2 separate regions of the Mus musculus genome follow, and region 1 is linked to region 2. Evidence: chromatin contacts called from public promoter capture Hi-C data. All regions are on one chromosome and are shown on one strand. The core of a region is the stretch at or near the end of the contact, and the rest is flanking DNA. Distances in the headings are between cores, read along the strand shown.

Region 1 (3,593 bases), core at 625-3,124, 110 kb after region 2:
TGCCCATTTGGAAGCCACCGGCATATTCCGGCTGACACACAGCAAGCCTGAGGGCCACCATAAGAGATGGCAGTCGCCAGCCAGGCGTGGTGGCACACGCCTTTAATCCCAGCACTCAGGAGGCAGAGGCAGGAGGATTTCTGAATTAGAGGCCAGCCTGGTCTACAAAGTGAGTTCCAGAGAAACCCTGTCTTGAAAAAAACCAAAAAAAAAAAAAAAAAAAAAAGAGAGAGAGAGAGAGAGATGGCAGTCACTTGTAGAGCCTTGAGGCCCGAGCCATCAGCAGAAGAGGAAAAGAAAGGTGACTTGGGGTTCAATTCAAGAAGGCAGACCCAAGAAGGAAAGGAAAGGAAGCTGTCACGGAACAAAATGAGAAGTGGTTTTTCAAGTCAGAGGAAATGATTGACAAACCCCACAAGCCATGGAAATGTCAAGAAAGATAAGCCCAGAGAGTGTCTGTAGGTTTGTAAATATGATGTCACAGGAATTTGGTGAGGGAACTAGGAATAGGTTGTTGGGGTAGAAGTCTCCCTGTGGCATCGAGGAAAAAGCGAGAGTAGACTGCACTGTCTTGAAGCATGGGTGAGAGAGAAAACAAAGGATCGGGGGAGTGGGCTTGAAGTCCCAGAGGATTCTTGGATGTGGCTTTTCCGTCGTGCATCTTAGGGTCACCGGAAGATCCCGAACTGACCATATTCCGAAGCCAGAGGGAAGTTCATTAACTGGGGGACTGGGGAGATGGCTGAGCAGTTATGAGCACAGGCTGCTGCTCTTGCAGAGGACCCCAGGTCACTTCCCAGGACTGACATGGTTGCTCTAGTCCTAGAGAGTACAAAATAATCTCTTCTGGTTCTATAGACACTAGACTTGTACGAATAGACATGCAGGCAAAACCCTCAGACAGGTAAATGTTAAGAGGGGCAGCATAAAGTCTGGTGCATGATAAAACAGGCATGAAGCCAGGCCTGGTGGCACATGCTTGGAGCCCCAGCAGTCAGGAGGCAGAAGCAGAAGGGTCAGATCAAGGTCCTTCATGGCTATCTAGGGAGTCTGAGACCAGCCTGGGATGGCATCATAAGTGAGAAGATGTAAAGAACAGATCTTTCCTACCCCCGGAGGAAGTTAAATGCATAGGTGTACAAAGTGCATCACTGTTTGTCATTGGATAAGCAGATGATACAGTGGTGTTTGCTTTGTGTTTTGCTTTGTTTTTCCCCCAAAACAGTGTTTCTGTGCATAGCCCTGGCTGTCCTGAAACTCACTCTGTAGACCAGGCTGATCTGGAACTCAGAGATCTGCCTGCCTCTGCTTCCTAAGTGCTGGGATTAAAAGTGTGCGCTACTCCACTGGGCTTTGCTTCCTGGTTTTTAAGTTGAGGGAAAGTGATTAGATCACTGGTAAACCCCAGATTACAATTGCACTGTAGAGATACACCAAAAAAAAAAAAAAAAAAAAAAAAATCACAGATTTGTGCCTTGGAATGAGTGAGTCTTATGGTACCCAAAATCATACATCTTGTTACATTTCCAGTTAAGAGTCATCTCCCATTAATTTCACAGACCACAGGTGGGGACCCCTGCTGTGTGGCGGAGCTACAAGGGATGGCAAGATAAGATTGGATGATTCCCTAATTGGAGTCTTAAAATGCTTAACATTGGACTAATTTTTCTTTAGATCTGCCAAATGGGAACAGCAGTCAGCACTTTGTACAGACAATCAAGATTATTCTAAGAGGCGTCCACCACTTGTTTTTGCAAGGTACCTCAGCCAGCCTGGGTAGGAGCTTAGCTGGGGGTCTCTGATACTGAGGAAGTTGGCTTCCACGCACCCAGGGTAACGCGTCTGGCCGTTGCCTAGCAACGAGCTGTCCTCGCACAGCATGGAGACCAGCGAGTCCAGCACTAGCGACTACAGACAGACCGAGGGCGAGGGCGAGGGTGTACCGGGGACCTTGAGCACGGCTGTGTGTGAGCACCTGCGGAAGTTGTGTCTGCGCGAATTCCCGTGTGGCATCGGGAGCTGGGTGCGTGCCCCCCACCCCCACCCCCACCCCCACCCCGGGGACTGGGACTAAGAAGGGAAGGATCCAGCAGGGGCGGAGCTGGGACTGGACCAGAATAGCCGCAGGGAATGTACTAAAGTAGGTGGTACCTAGCTGGGAGCTGGGCTGCCTAGGAGTCAGTAGATGCTCACATACAAGTTTGAGGCCCGAAGGGAGGTTTGGATGTGGTCTTTTCAGCACTGGCTGATTTGAGGGTTGGGGTGGACTCTGGAGGCTGGAACATTGAAAGAATGCAGGTACCAAGTGCCCACCTTGTCGTGAGAGAACCCACCAGGAATGGACTGATCCAGCACATCAGGCATACCTTTGACCTCATGCTAGCCTACAACAGCTGGTTGACCAAGCTCCAGATGTCAGGCATCCCTGAGACTTAAAGAGCTTTGGTCTTGAACAGTTTGCTCTGTAGCCCCTCATGAGAGGTGGAGAAAATGTTTTTTTCTGGTGTTCTGGGCCACGGGGCTAGCTTTCGCCGTTCTGAGGTCTCATGTGGAAAAGGTCTCCTGCCCCTCCTGCAGCTGTGCTGAACTCAGGAAGCCTAAGGCGCTGCACAACCTCTGCCCTGCTTCCAGGCTGAGGGGAGACAGAGAAATACAGCCAAGGGCGTAGCCAGCACAGCTGGGGAAAACATCTGGTCCGACAGGGCACGAAGGTCACTTTTCCTATTACTTCAGCTTGTACACTCTTCCTACTCAGTACGCAGAGGAAACGCTGTCCTCAGCTGGGTGCACAGTGTAGGATTGGATTTAGAGGCCCATCAAATGTGTCCTGAGAGGCTAGAACCAGCATGATGGTGTTGGCTGTCAGTTGTGGCCCCCCTCCCTCTACACTAAGTAAAACAGAAAAACAGTCCTTCCCCCTGTAGAGGCACATAGGTACCCATCAGGGAAACTCTCCATTTGTTTAGGCCACAGGTGCAGGTTGAATGACTACTCTGTGCAAGTCACTGTGCTAAGTTTAGGGCTTACGGCTCCAAGGGTGTATCTAGGGAGAGAGGTTCACCTTGCCGCATCTTCGGGAAGCCTTCCCTCTGTGAAGTCTCACTTAACCAGATTGCCCACCAAGCCTCCTTCCTGTACACAGCTATATAGGTGCTGGGTCAAAACGCAATCTCCTTTTTAATTTATTTTTAAAAGATTGATTACATTATTTTTAATGATGTGTCTCTGTTTGGGTCCGTGCATGGTAGGGCAGGGACTCTCAAGGCCAGAAGAGCACGTTGGATCTTCTGAAGCCAGAAGTTAGGGTGCTGGGAACTGAACTTGGGGCTTCAGGAGGAGCTGCAAATACTCTTTACGTTTTAGCCTGGCAGTCTGTTTTGTTTTGGATGTTGAATGTTCCCAACTCCAGAGGAAAGTGGAAACAGGAGCCTGGTCTGTCTTTCTTTCTTTCTTTCTTTCTTTCTTTCTTTCTTTCTTTCTTTCTTTCTTTCTTTCTTTCTTTCTTAAGATTTATTTATTATAAATAAGTACACTGTACCTGTCTTCAAATGCACCAGAAGTCGTCAGATCTCATATGGGTGGTTGTAAGCCAT
Region 2 (3,552 bases), core at 522-3,021:
AGGCTAGTTTGTAGGAGTCTTTCCTCAGGTGAGACCCTCAGCCTACATCCCAGGGCTCAGAGTGTCTATTTGATGACTCCAGTCTTGACAGAGCCCTCCAACTCTTGAGTCCTCTTTGCTAAATATACAGGCAAGACAATGTAAGGGACATCTGTCCCGGCTCCAAACATCCCCTTTTAGAGCTGGGTAACAAGGATTTTGAAATTTCAAAGCTGAGAACAAGAAGATAAACAGAATAGCATGGACGTAATTCTCAGACTGTCCATACAGCCTTTCCCGGAGTCTTTGGCACTCTCCTGCTACCTGCTCACCCTCAGGCAAGTCTCTTACATTTTTCTCTTTGGTAAAACAGGGAGAATAATAGAGCCCGCTTCTAATTGTAAAAAACAATTACATTTTGGGGGGGAAGGAGAGGGTGATCGGGTTGAGAAAGTGCACATGCCACAGCCAGCATGGAGGACAATTTGCAGGATGATTGACATTGGACTTGCCCGACCAGGGTGCCCCACCCTGTGCATAGCCTGACTAGTCCCTGTGGGATAAGTGGAGCTCCCCGGATGCAGTCAGAGAAGAAGAGATTCTAGGGCTGAGGAGAGAACATGAATACAGGACTTCAGGTCAGATAACACATCCCAGCCCTGAGCACTGGGCTCAGGAATGCAAGCCCTGAGCAGGCTCAGTAAAGCAGCCTACTGGAGACCCTGTCTTCCAGTACCTGTTGCTTTTTCTCCATCTGCTCACTGAAAGGGCCTCCGGGAGGCAAGGAGAGGCAGTGATGCCAGGCCTTGGGTGCTGTGTCTCTCCGAGATACCCCCTCGGGATCCTGGTACCCATGGATGCAATTTGGCTGGAGGTCATGGCCTTTCTCTCTCCAGACCTTGGAGGAAATAACAATCTGCTTTGCATCAAGGAACCTCTCGAGGCTCTGCTCAGCTCTCCCTTAGGACTCCCTTAGCGATGAGCTCATCTGACCTCTCTGTAACCTTGAATGACGGTTTAGGACAGAAATCAGCATCTCCGCTGTACAACAAGGGAAACTGAGGCCAGGGACATAACTGAAGAGGCTCTAAAAGGGCTCAGGGAGGCCTTGAATGTTGAAACGTAGCCTTTCGTCTCCTAGGTATGAGCCGGCAAATCCAGCCCACCCTCCTGTTTTTTTGTAAATGAAGTTTTATTATACCATAACCAAAGGCGTTCACTTGCATACCGTCCCTGCCTGCTCTCGTTGTATAGTTGTGGAGCTTAGTCATTGCAGCAAAGACTCTTGACTTCCAACACTGAAAATAACCTCTGGCCCTTTACAAGGTTTGCTGAACCTTGCAGAAAACCTCATTTTCTTATTGAAACACTGTGTTGTTGAAAGAATAGTAACATTCAAGCTGAGAGTAGTGGGATATGTCTGTAAAACCCAACAGTGGGAGAAAGCTGAGGCAGGAGAATCAGGAATTTATAGTCGTCCTCAGCTACACTAAGAGCTGGAGGCCAGCCTGGCTTGTAGGAGATCTTGTCTCAAGAAAAAAACAAAACCAAGAACTTCCTGCTTCCTGCGACCCCTGAGGCCGAGCTTTGCGGCCACGTGAAGATCTCTGGTGTTAAGAGGGTTTCTTTTTTTAAATGTCATCTTCTTGCCCTGTTGTGGTCTGTTTTGCAGCCTGGCTTGGGGTCAAACCTCAGCCAAGTGAATTCTTCCTAGAATATACCTGTACCAACCAGTGACCAGGACTTGAGTTCCTTTATACTCTAACTTACTGTGGTCAGAGTTCATGAACCCACGTCAACTATTTGCATTGGAAATTCAATCATGTATGACCTGGTGCAGTTAGATTTCACAGGCCCCATCTCAGTATCCTGTTACCCTCAGAGAAATTTCCCAATTGATAATGAAAGGAACAGAGGAAAATAGGCATGAATCTGAAAGGCCAACAGGACAGAAATACTTGGTGTTCTTGAACTTGAGTGTGTGAGAAACCCACCAGGGGTGTTACCTAGGAACTGCCATACTCCTTCAATGTAAGAAATAAGCTTTAAATTTTAGAAGGCACAGTTACCCAATAACCCTGTTGTACTGGTTGCCCCAGGCAACAGCCTCGAATGAATGGCCACGAACAGCATCTCACCATTTTCTTTCTTTCTTTCTTCCTTTCTTTCTTTTTCTTTAAGATTTATTTTATGTATATGAGTACACTGTACGTGTACAGGTGGTTGTGAGCTCACTCTGGCCCAAAGATTTTATTTATTATTATATGTAAGTACACTGTAGCTGTCTTCAGACACACCAGAAGAAGGCCTCAGATCCCATTACAGATGGTTGTGAGCCACCATGTGGTTGCTGGGATTTGAACTCAGGACCTCTGAAAGAGCAGTCAGTGTTCTTAACCGCTGAGCCATCTCTCCAGCCCTATCTTACTATTTTCAGTGGGATCTTTTAAAATGAAAACTTCATCATGGTGTCCATATTTATGAATGGTTGGAGGGATTAGGGCTTCCCAAGATTTTCAATTTGTAGTGAAGACACTTTTAAATAAAGTTTTATAGTTCTTATAAGAAGTAAACAAAAACAATATTCTCATTAGATTGTATGCTTGAAATTAGTACACAGCTGGGTGTGGAGGCATATTGGTATCATCCTAGCACTTAGGTACCTGAGGCAGAAGGCTTGCTAAACATTCAAGCAGAGATGGTTCAGCGAACTGGCTGCTCTTCCAAAAGACCCAGGTTCAATTCCCAGCACCCACATGGCAACTCACAACCTAGTTCCATGGGATCAGACACCCTCACATTAATGCACATAAATAAATTAAATAAATAAATAAATAAATATCCAAAGCAGCCAAGGCTGAGAAACCCTGTCTTGAAAAACAAACAAGAAAACAGAGAAGGGGAGAGAGAATTTTAGCATGATATAGTATTACATCGTAGTTGCTCAATAAATTTTCATCATTTTATGATCATTAAAGTTTTAGTCTTGGAGGGAAAAAAAGCAAACAGCCTAGGGGTTGGAGAAATAACAGTGATTTAAAGCACTTGATTTTCTTTCAGGGAATTTAACTCACAACCAATCATTACTTTAGTTCTAGGGGATTTAATGCTCTCTTCAAAAGTCAGGCACACATGAGGCACAGACTTACAGGCAGATGTAACACTCATACACCTATGTGACCAGCCTAGATCACAAAGCAAGACCCTATCTCAAGGCCGGCAGGTGGTGTCACTCATCTTTGATCTCAGCACTGGGGGAGGCAGAGGTAGACAGATCTCTTGAGTTAGAAGAAAACCTTGTCTACAGCGTGAGTTCTAGGACAACCAAGGCTACACAAAGAAACCTTGTCTCGGAAAAACAAAAACAAAAAAGGTCCTGATCTCAAAAATACAGAGGGAGGAGGGGAGAGAAACCTGCTATCCAGCCCACTAGAGATGACGGCAGGATGATCAGGAGTTCAAAGTCATCTTGAGCTACTTAGCAAGCTGGCAGTCAGCCTCGGGTACATAAAACCCTGTCTTTTGTCAAAAAAGGGGAAAAAAACCTATGTCTCTGAGTGTTTCGGCTGCTCT

Evidence for each region. Promoter capture Hi-C pulls out the DNA fragments that hold promoters and counts their contacts.
Region 1: a contact with region 2 is called in a promoter capture Hi-C map of the HPC-7 cell line, with 3 times the contacts expected there. The contact joins the promoter of Lrrc43 here to the enhancer-like site in region 2. A contact is called at or near these places in 20 of 39 promoter capture datasets (the 3T3-L1 cell line, 3T3-L1-derived adipocytes, the C10 cell line and 15 more), 4 of 15 datasets of contacts at CTCF or cohesin (CD8 T cells, large pre-B cells, pro-B cells and 1 more), 115 of 484 Hi-C or Micro-C datasets (the 63-12 cell line, the AML12 cell line, B cells and 70 more), 16 of 115 datasets of contacts at active chromatin or transcription factors (the 230-238 cell line, the HPC-7 cell line, astrocytes and 10 more) and 5 of 9 other capture datasets (adipose tissue, embryonic stem cells, liver and 2 more).

What each region holds. Positions count from the first base shown.
Region 1 is chr5:123,487,451-123,491,043 of GRCm38.p6, forward strand. It overlaps Lrrc43 (leucine rich repeat containing 43), which reads left to right and starts at 1,875. Exons shown (of 12, transcript NM_001033461.3): 1 at 1,875-2,023. The coding sequence starts at 1,880.
Region 2 is chr5:123,377,995-123,381,546 of GRCm38.p6, forward strand. No RefSeq gene overlaps it. Among named protein-coding and RNA genes, the nearest start is that of Mlxip, 15 kb to the right of the region's middle. Within about 2 kb of position 1,772, at least 29 of the 459 cell types and tissues checked have an H3K27ac peak or open chromatin away from gene starts, as enhancers often do. A contact at or near this core is called in the 63-12 cell line, B cells, CD8 T cells and 9 more, where this site is marked.